2 separate regions of the Arachis hypogaea genome follow, and region 2 is linked to region 1. A link is a contact called in public Hi-C data. All regions are on one chromosome and are shown on one strand. Each heading gives the region's core, a stretch centred on a gene start, on an enhancer-like site or on the middle of the called end of the contact. The rest is flanking DNA. Distances are from core to core; before and after follow the strand shown. Region 1 holds the start of LOC112695886. Region 2 has its middle 13 kb from the start of LOC112700244.

The links. A called contact is a pair of places that touch in the nucleus more often than the background predicts.
Region 2: a contact with region 1 is called in a Hi-C map of an unstated tissue, with 2.5 times the contacts expected there. The contact joins the enhancer-like site here to the promoter of LOC112695886 in region 1. A contact is called at or near these places in 3 of 8 Hi-C or Micro-C datasets (leaf and an unstated tissue).

Annotation. Positions count from the first base shown.
Region 1 is chr6:9,749,395-9,754,784 of arahy.Tifrunner.gnm2.J5K5, reverse strand. LOC112695886 reads right to left here and starts at 3,235. Exons shown (of 7, transcript XR_003150605.3): 1 at 2,985-3,235; 2 at 2,730-2,870; 3 at 2,225-2,323; 4 at 559-636; 5 at 152-203.
Region 2 is chr6:9,793,058-9,798,447 of arahy.Tifrunner.gnm2.J5K5, reverse strand. It overlaps the pseudogene LOC112695887. Among protein-coding and RNA genes, the nearest start is that of LOC112700244, 13 kb to the right of the region's middle. Within about 2 kb of position 2,332, at least 1 of the 3 cell types and tissues checked has open chromatin away from gene starts, as enhancers often do.

The sequences.
Region 1 (5,390 bases), core at 1,986-4,485:
TCATTAATTAAAAAATGGAACTAACAACACTTTGTATACCATATGTCAACAGAACAACATATATAGCACGATACAAAGTTTTATATTCTCTGTCAACAAGCAAGCAATTAGACTAAATAAAGCACATGATATGAAATAGCATCAGCAGTACCCTGAAACCAACTTTGACCCTCCTGACCTAGAACTTGAGTGGCTGCAAGAACCTGAAAACAGAACAAGAGCTCCCTTCATTTGCATTCTCCTTCAAATTCAAGACATTTCCTCTAATCTCCTTTCCTTCATCCCCACCCATTATTCTCTTAATAACTCTCTTTAACGACCAAACTAATAAGTTTAGGGGAAGAGAAAACAAACAGTAACAGCGCCTATAAATACCACAAATTGAATAGCATACTATTTCTTATAATCTGAAAAGTAAGAATATCATTTTAGTACATGAAAACTCATCAGGTTTTCTTTTATGTTCAGAGGATAGAAGAATTTTTACAAAAAAGTTTAACATAACTAGTGTAAGCACAGGCATAAAAAAAAAATTTATCTTCTAAATAAATTCTGTACCAGTTCTTGCTGAGGTTTTTTATTTTGATCAATAATAGAATTCCTCTCCTCGGTGATCTTCGAAATAAGATCCCTTGCCTGAAGTAATAAGTCTGGTTTAGATAGTAGAGATAATATGGTATTAATTATGAGTCTCATATAAGATAAAGCTAGTTTAAGTGTAGAATTATTAAGTGTTTATAATATACCACAGAGGTAATAAAGTAATTAATAATAAGTTATTTTGTTATAAATTTTATTCATATAACATAAATAATATATAAACATTCTAGTTATTAATAAAAGATATTTTTATTAATAATTAGATAGAATATTTACTTTAGATTCAATCAATAAAACACACTTCATCCAGTTTACATCTTGGCCAAATTATCTCTCTTTTTTCTATTCTTTCTTTTTCGATTCTGCAAATTCTGCAGATTATGCTTCATGATCAAGAAGTTTTCACTTTGAAAATCTTCTTTTCTTTTTCCATAGTAGTCTAATAATAATAATAATAATAATAATAATAATAATAATAATAATCTCTCCCTCATACACTATTAATCAAATAGAACACCAAAATAGTATATGTCTATCTTTGTATCTGTCTCCCTAACGTAATAATAAGATCACAGATATCCAACTATAAGATAAATGACAGCAAATTCTCCTAAAAATAAGTGAAATATGCATAAACATTCCTTAATTATTGACATTTATACTAATCACTCCTTCAATCTTGAGGAGATTAGTGTCATATTTTACAAAATATAAAAATATCATAGGTAGTATAACCTAAATTTCAGGAAAAATTAGTATATACCTCTACAAATAAGGTGTTTTTCATAATACTAATACCATAGAAGAAATTAGTGTAATTTACCCTTCATAAAACCCCTGCATCTTTTCAAGTCAATATCCAAATTATACTACTTTGACTATAATACCTAATAATTAGTCTTTTCTGGTCTAAAGAAAAATAACATTATATCCTCATTTTACAATTTACGTACAAAAGTTACAAGAAGTTGAAGACAATTTTCAATGAATACATAAAGCATTATTTGTCTTTATGGTAATTATTACCAATTACATGCGGGCAACATATGAGTTTGCTTGGGTCACATATCTAACCTATCTATATGGATTATGTGCCTTTGATTTCTTTGCTATTTGTAAATACTTCACCTATACTAACAAATGGCTTCTTAGAACTGTTTATCACTAGAGAGTACAAAATAACCCAAAATATATGATAGGTTAAGTATTAGTCTCTACTTCAAAATATCTGTCAATTTCGACAAAGAGAAAGTTTAAAATATCAATGTATTATTCAGATACGTTGATTTTATATTTTGCCACTTTATTCAAATAGAGTAATTGACAATTACTTTGAAACAAAATGAGTAATAAAAGGGGAATTTACTGTGAATGTCTGATCATCAAATCATAGAAGACTATACAAAACAATTTGAATTTAATTTCATATGGACAGCTACCATTTAATTTCATGATCAATAATACACTAGTGAGTTATGAAAATCATCTGAAAAATCAGGCACAATGTTCAACCAACACCTTTTCTTTTTTTCATTAAAATAAGTAAATAAATTTTCAAACGTGTATTTATACTTGAAAGTAAATATAGAGAAAATATAACTTCAAAGGATCATCCACATTTTACCTGAAGCCTTAAAGCATGATACATTGGTATATCAAAGGTCATGCTAACAGGCCCTGCCTCCTTCATGATATTTTCTGCATTTCCAACAAAACAGAGCCTCTGGAAAACTAAAAATATCACTCCATTTTGATGCGCTTGATCTTTATTTCTCTCTAATTTAAACATTAGTATGATAATATTCTTTCATTCCAAAAAAATGTCGACTAAGATAGTAGATAATAACAACTGATTAACCAGAAAATCGGTGGATATGGCACTGATTAATCTAATCTAAGAAATTATTCTATATAAAAACCCTGCACCTAGTCCTGCTGGACAATGAGAGAGGATGGTTAGGAGACAACAAGTGTGGCCAAAACTAACTATTGGTATGCGATTAAGAAGATAACGGTTAACGTGGACAGATTTGAATTCTGAAACCAAAAGGAAAACAGCACAAGCTTGAACAAGGGGTTTTGTACATACTAGAAATCTAAATGAAGAAGCTAATCGGTAATGGACCTACCGGCAACGGAAAGCGCGATGCAGCTGGTACTGACGGGCGGAGGGGAACGGCGGCAAAGATTGGCACGCGGAGGTGTGTTTTGCACCTCTGCCCCTTTTGTGTTCGCGCGAGGAAGATAAGAAGTGCGAATCTAATTCTTGACTGTATATACCCAAATCAAGAAGAATAAGATCAATTTAAGCCAAATTGAAAAGTGAAACCAAAAAGAAAACTCAACCAAATTAAAAGAGGGCTTAGCAAACCTAGGTTTCGGACCAGTGTTAGAGGGAGGAAAAGCGGCTCAGTGATGGACACAGCAATAGGAAGGAGGAGACTACTGGAATTGACTGAGGGAAGCATCACGGCGGCAAGGACTCCCAGAGAAGTGGTTCGCCCCTTGCACAATTGACTTCACGCGAAAAAGATTTTATGAACACATTAGGTTAATTTGTTATATATATCACTGTGTTGCTTTCCAGCGGTTAGAACATGTCACCGCCGCTATGCTATTTAATTTTGGTGCAGTTGTCAAACCGCTATCCAGTCAATCTGTGGCGGATTTGTAAACGGTCGCTAATTTTCTGCCGTCATCCTCAGTATCTGTTGTCTTTGCATTAAAATACACTATGAGTAGACTACTAATATATATATATATATTATAAAATCCATTTATAAACTCAATAAACTCAAAGTATCAATAATATTATTAATCTATTAATAATACATATTATCATAAAATTAAAAATCGATAAAAATTTATCAATATAAAAATAGTGTATATATATAAAATCATAATACTAATAGTATATCATAGAATTATTATTATTATTAACGTATTAATCATATTTTAATATTTTTTATTTATATATTTAAAAATTATTTATTTAGTTTCATAATAAATGATATATTTAAATTTGAAATTTATTAATTAGTTTATGCTTATTATACCATATATTCAATAATTTATAAAAAAATATTAATATAATGAATAAAAAATAATTTAAAAAGAATATTATTTAAAGAATAAGGACAAATAAACTCCTAACCAATTTAAATTTAGAGACAATTAAGCCCCGTCCATTTTTGAAACTGACACGTCAGCATTTTTCATTCAGGGTTGACGGTAAAACACCCATAGGGACTACATTGTGTCACGGAAGTAGAAGAACAGGGATCGAAGTGGATCGTTTTTATCTTGAGGGGTCGCGTCGTCATTTTGAGAAATAGACGGAGATCGAGTTGATAGTTCATTCTGTAAAAATACTTAATCACTGGTATTAGTAGGTTCCAACCAATATTTATTTATAAACACATTAGTGGATATAATTTTAAGGATAGTTTTTATATTTTTTTATTATTAACATATTAAATGATACCCTACAAAAAGGAGATCTCTGAGATACACTTAAACTTTTGTTCAACCTAATTGATAAGACTTTCTTTTTCATGATTGAAGTCCAAATTTTTTATAATCCACATTTTTTACCTTCTTATAAAGTTAAGAACATGATCGTTGATGTGGACCTCATAAATAAATTTAAAGCGGCTCACTTTATTCAAATTATGGATGCAATTACAATTATAATTTCTATTAGAAATGAATTATGTTTTTTATTCCTTCATCGTTGAAAATATTTAATTTATATAAAATAATTAATTACAATCTTCGAATATTGACTATATTGATGGTTTGCTTTCAACCTCAAAGACATCTTTAGTCATTGAGAAGAGAAAATAAAAAGTGCAAATATTAATTATTCAAAAAATAAATTTTTAAATTATAATTAATCTTTATTCTTATTATGGTTATAGTAAAGTTTTAAAATTAACAATTTGCTTATTACAACTACTGATGACCTTCTCTCTCATTTGATAGAGTTTGCATATTTAAATTTGTTATAAAACAGGTCAAATTATATGTATTTTTAAAGTAGGACAATTCTAGCACCCACATTTAAGAGTATCGAGAAGGTAAACGATTTCGTATTGACAGTTTTTCTAGAGATGAAAAAGGAATATCTAAATTCTAATACAACATGTCAGGCTGATGAGAATGAAGATGTACAATAAGAGTGGTTTATGCCAAAGTTTCTAAATAACATCAAATGTTCAAGAATGAATTTGATCCCTTCAAATTTAGGGTTGCTATTTAAGTTTCAATAGAGACAATTTCTGTTGACAGTGTGCTTGGCAATGAATATCAACAAGAATAGTTATTATCATATATAGGGCATTACTTGTCAAAATAAGTATTCAACCTTGAACAACTTTGCGTTGCTTTGTCAAAAGTTAAAAGTTGTAATGTAAGACCCAGAATTTTCGAAAAATATTATTATGAGTTAATTTCAATTTATATATTCATTAAAGACTTTATTTTTAGAAATTATTTTATTAAAAGTAATTAAATTAAGTTTTGATAATTAAATTAGAAATTTTACTTAATATTATAATATTGAATAATTTTCTATATTTAAATTATAAAACTTAATAGTTGTAAAAGAAAGAATTTTGTATGATTTAGTTTAAATAATTGAGATTTTAGAATTTAATATTTTAATTTTTATAAATAAAAAAATTAATTATAATATCTCTAATTTTAAATTAGAATATTTGATTTAAAAGAAAATTAGCAAATTGATAACCAAATAATATTTTCAAAGTAATTTTAAGGAATTAAATTAG
Region 2 (5,390 bases), core at 1,083-3,582, 45 kb before region 1:
CTGCTCCAACACTGACAACCGCAACTCCAATTCACAAAGCATCAATTAATTTCAGAATAAACTAAATATTGAAAGCAATCTTATATTTTGAAAAGGTTAAGCAAAACAAAATAAAAGTCAAAGTGAGCAGTTGGGTTAAGCAAAACAAAAAAGGGAAAAGAAAAGAAAGGTTGTGCAGACCAAAAGAAAGGAGCATTCACAAGTAGACATTTAAAATGCAGCACTAGAATTAAATTCTTTAAGGCATATCAAATGAAAAGATCTTCTATGTCTGTTAGGGGTTCGGCATTTCCGAGAGACTTATCGGGTACATTAACCACCAATTGTCCACATGCACCACTTATGTCCTGACCCATCTGCTTCTGAATTTTTGTTCGGATATTATACATACCTCTAAGAATTTTCTGAAATGCCCAAACTTTCTGCTCAGTAGTTGGTTTTGAATTGACTCAACATACCAATGGAGTTGAAAGGTATTAAGTTCACCACCTGCGAGATAGATGAGACAATATGCACACTTTTATTACATAACTGGGAATGTCGATCAAGTTTAATAACAAACAGATGCAAGGTACAAAACAATTAGCATACACCAAGATATGAAACTAGGTACCATGATTAAAAATGTAACAGATGTCCTATTTGATTTTAATCATTAAGGGTACTGAGTTCTTGAGAAACACCGACAGAAATATATTATAGACGAGCTTAGATGTTCAGTGCTTACCACTTGAAATGTTTCTAGCGGTTTTCCGATTGGTGGGCATGCTGCTCTTCATCATTGACCCCATCAAGAATTATGTACTCGATCAATATCTTCTGCTGACTATTAAGGATGAAACACGGAAGTTTCAAAACCACTGGAATTGTTCACACCTGAAGGGCCAAAAATACAGACTACATAAGAAATCATACGAATAGTGTGATTACCTGTTTCTTTGATATTCTTGCAGTGAAGCCATCAGTTTTTGCAAAGGAAAAGCACGAGCAGCAGGCATTATCTGGCATCTGATATCTTGTGCTGGTGCGTGTAGTGAGACTGCCAAGTTCAAACAAATGAATAATAAAACAACAACTTTGCTATTAGCTGAAAATCAACACACAAAACAGGACAAATTAAAACAACAACCCTCCAACACTTAGCTATTAGCTGACACCAAAAGACTACCAATATTAGCACACGAATAATGACAATAATAACAACAAATGAATAATAATCTGAATGATCCAATTTTAGCATTAACAAATCAAAGCATTAAAGGTTGAATTTCAACAACTACAAATTCGAAAATTTTACTCCAAAAACAAGCTAATAGAATCACGAAGCTCCATTTCCATTTTCAATTAACCCTAGCAACTCTTTCTCTCTTCCTACTTGACGTTTTCTTAATCTAACGATTCCATATATCTTTGCAATAGAATCTCTTGTATTAATCAGTAATCCTAAACAATACAAACAAAATTACAACAAATACATCCCCACAAAAGATTTAAACAGATCTTCTTAATAATTAATTTCAGATGGAAATTTTACCTATTGCAAACCATATTTCGGAACACTATATACATAGTAAATTTATTTTCTCAACAAAGTAACAAACATTTCTAAGACGAGTGTAAAAACCCCTAGAAAGCTCAAATGTTTTCTAAGCAAATTCACCAAATGAGAAACATATTTTTAACCTAGCTAAAGCTAAAACGAAATCAAAGGCGCAAAACTAACAAGAGCAATACACGCGTGCCTAGGGCTCATTTCGATGTATTTGAAACACATGATTCTGTAGGAAGCAGAAAGTAAATAAGCTAATAAAGAAAAGTGAATTCAGGAGAGTAATTAGATGGGTGGGGGAGTACGAAGTGGTAGAAAACGATGGAAGAGCTTATATTGAAGGGGCTGGGATCTTGTGGAGCGAGAGAGAGAGAGAGAGATTGAAAGGGGATGCCCAGCAGAGACGAACGCACCAGCAGGGAAAATCGAGCAAAACAGAGACGAACGCACCAGCAGGGAAAATCGAGGCAAACACGAACGAGGGATGTAGCAGATGCGAGGCGGAGGCGCGGTGGAGGCGCGGTGGAGGGGACGTAGCAGCGCGATGACTGAGGAATGCAATGGTGAGGGTTAGGGCGTGGTGGCAGGAAGATGCAGAGGAGATCGGCGCTAGTGACGACGATAGTGACGAGGAGGAGACGAGGCTAATGGCACAGCGGGGATCTGCCCTCTTCCAGGGTTGGCATGGAGATGAGAGTTGAGAGTTGAGAGTTGAGAGTGACGACGGTAATAAGGGTTTGTTCAATAAAGAGCGAGGAGGAGATCCGGATCGAAGCTTTGTTCTGGGTCATAAGAGTTTTACTGTTCAATAACCTTTTGGCCACGCTCTAAAGCGCGCCTAAAGAGTGCCACTATATGGCCACACTTCATAACCGCAACCATAATGAAGATCTGTTGCCACGCTTTTAAAACGATCCTGTTTCACTCTATAGTCACGTTTTTGAAGCGTGGCAAAAAAACGTGGCCATATCTCTAATCAATTGCCACCATTTTAAAAGTGTGTCCGTTGACCCTTTTCGCCACGTTTTTAAAGCGTGGCAAGAAAAAATATGGCCGAATCTCTATTTAATCGCCACCCTCACAAAAGCGTGGCCATTAATCGCTTTTGGCGTGGCCATAGGCCTTATTGTAGTGGTATTAGTATTGTACTAGTGCTAATAAGGCATTGGTTAGAGTCAATTTTTTTTGTTTTAATAATCTTGATATAGAAAGAAACAAAAAAGGCTGGTTGTTGGCATAAACAAGTTGATTAATTGGTGTTCAATTAATTTAGGGTCTATTTCATGATACTTAGTCCAATAAAGATGTTTTTTTTTTTAAAAAAATGAGCTCAACACAGTAAAGTGGAGCGCCAGAAACAAAAGAACTCAGACAACAAAGCAACAAAATAATATGAACACAATCCCTATTGTTATCTTCGGCATTGTCATCAATAACAGAAGGGATTCGCATTACTCCACTCTCTATAATTGGTCAAAAATTTGTAAAACACCTCTTGAACACCTGCTTCCTTGTTGTTAAATATCCGTTCGTTTCTCTCAAGCCAAAAATTCCATATAACTGCAAAAAAACATATAAGCCACTTGTTGTGCTCCTCTTTCTTGCTAATGACACCCATCCAATTCTCAAAGTGCTCTTTCAGTGAACCCAGAACAGACCACAACCTCCCAAATTTAAATAGCCATTCACACCACACCTGCCAGGTAAACTCACAACCAAGAAACAAGTGGTGAATATGTTCTACATCTTTTTTACACAAGACACACAAGTTATCATCGTGGTTAATAATACCCATTCTAAGCAATCTTTCTTTAGGATAATTTTGTTGTTGATGGCAATGTCGGAGATGACATTGGGATAATTTTTAGGTGTTTAGAATAGGTGTTTCTTTTTTATTCATACTTGTCCGCTTTACTATCATGTTGAGCTTCTTTGTTTCAAAAAAAAAAGTGTTGGCCATATTTTAATATAAATGTTGGTCTCCTTGACTTTCTTAATAATAAATATAGAATCTTTTGCTTTTTAATTTTTCCTGCCAAGTTTATTATATAATTATAAAAATGTATCTTTCATCTCAAAATCTTTTATTATATCATTATAAACAAGTTTAATTATTGATCTTATTGAGGATATAAAAGAAAAAGTAGAATAACAAGAAAGAATTAGAAGTAATTTTCTTGTTTTAACTAATGTTGCAGCTCTATATCATAGTTATAAAAATCGGACTGGACCGGACCGACCAATTTGATCGAAAAACCGATAAACTGGACATTGTACTAGTCCAGTTTAGTATACCGACCGCTTAAGAAAATGAACCGGACAAAACTGGTAAGAATCGATCAAACCGGTCAAAATCGACATGAACCAGAACCGAACCGGTCCAATCAACAACGCTGTCAACGGTCAACCTACGTTCCGGCATGACATCAGCATGCGGATTGTGAAATTAGAAAAAATGTATTGCAAGGAGTGGGAGTCAAGCTTAGCTCTTCTGGAATGAAAACCAAGTTGACAATCACTGCACTAACCCGTTTCATAGTGTTATGAATGCTTTTTATAATATATATATATATATATATATATATATATATATATATATATATATATATATATATAGAAATACTTAACTCATTTTTTAATTAAAGTACAAATTAATTAATTTTAAACTAAAAAAATGATAATGAATATCAAAATAAAATAAAAATTACTTATTCTGAGAAAAAAATAGCTATTTATATAATTATTTAATTATATAAAAATATTTAGACCTTGAAATTATTCTTTGGATATAATTCATAGATTGTTATTCTTATTGTGTCTAATTAAGATACTATATAGTAGTATGAACTAATTATATGTCTATCTTTGTATTAATTATTTATAGAATTCGACTTAATTGTTCTTAAAATGTTAGTAAAAATATGTATTTCAAATTTTAATTTTAGGTTTTTGACTATTTTATATTTTTTATTTATATGAGAGCAGCTTTACCGATTGAACCAGTAACTCATCGGTTGAACCAATAAATCAGTAAACTAGTAATATGATCGGTTCGATCACCGGTTCGATTTTGACAACTATGCTTTATATATTAGAAGAGAGAGCTATGACTTATTTTTTTAGTATTTTCTATTCACTTGTGTATAACCCTAATGGTTACACTATTATTCAGATTAATCACATCAGATTCAATACACTCTTCTCTGTTTCATTGTCTTCTTGGTTTAACTCTCTGTTATTAATCTTTTATTCATCTCTTATTCTTTGAGCTTCTGTATTTGAACTTATTATGATAAATTTAATTATTTTAGTGGTTAATTATTAGTAAAAAATATCTAAATTATATATAAAAGTTGATTTTTAGTTTATGTGATTTTTTTTAAAGTTTATCTGATTTTTTTTAAAAAAAATAGGCTTTCGTATAAGTATTGAATTGCTTTTTTTATAAATCATTTTTTGAACTTAAATTACGTCCTTAATTATTTTTTAATATTAAAACTTTTTTAAATTTTATTTCGTAAAAGATGCTGAACCAATATAATTCAAACAAAAAAAATTTACAAATTAAATTAAATTAGTTTAAATTATATTTCAAATTATAATTGATGATGATAAATATATATTTAATTTGGTTTGAAAATTCAAAATATACTTGATGTGAATTTTACTAGTGCAAGCCCAAAATAAAAACAAGTGTACATCCCATAAAAAAAATGGTAATTAGTGTTGGACATAAACAAAGGGATATTGCAGCGGTTACAAAAAAATTAGAAGCATGCTTTTAAATTTTGTTTTCATCATTATTGTCACTTTATAATAGATTTAAGTTATCATCATTATT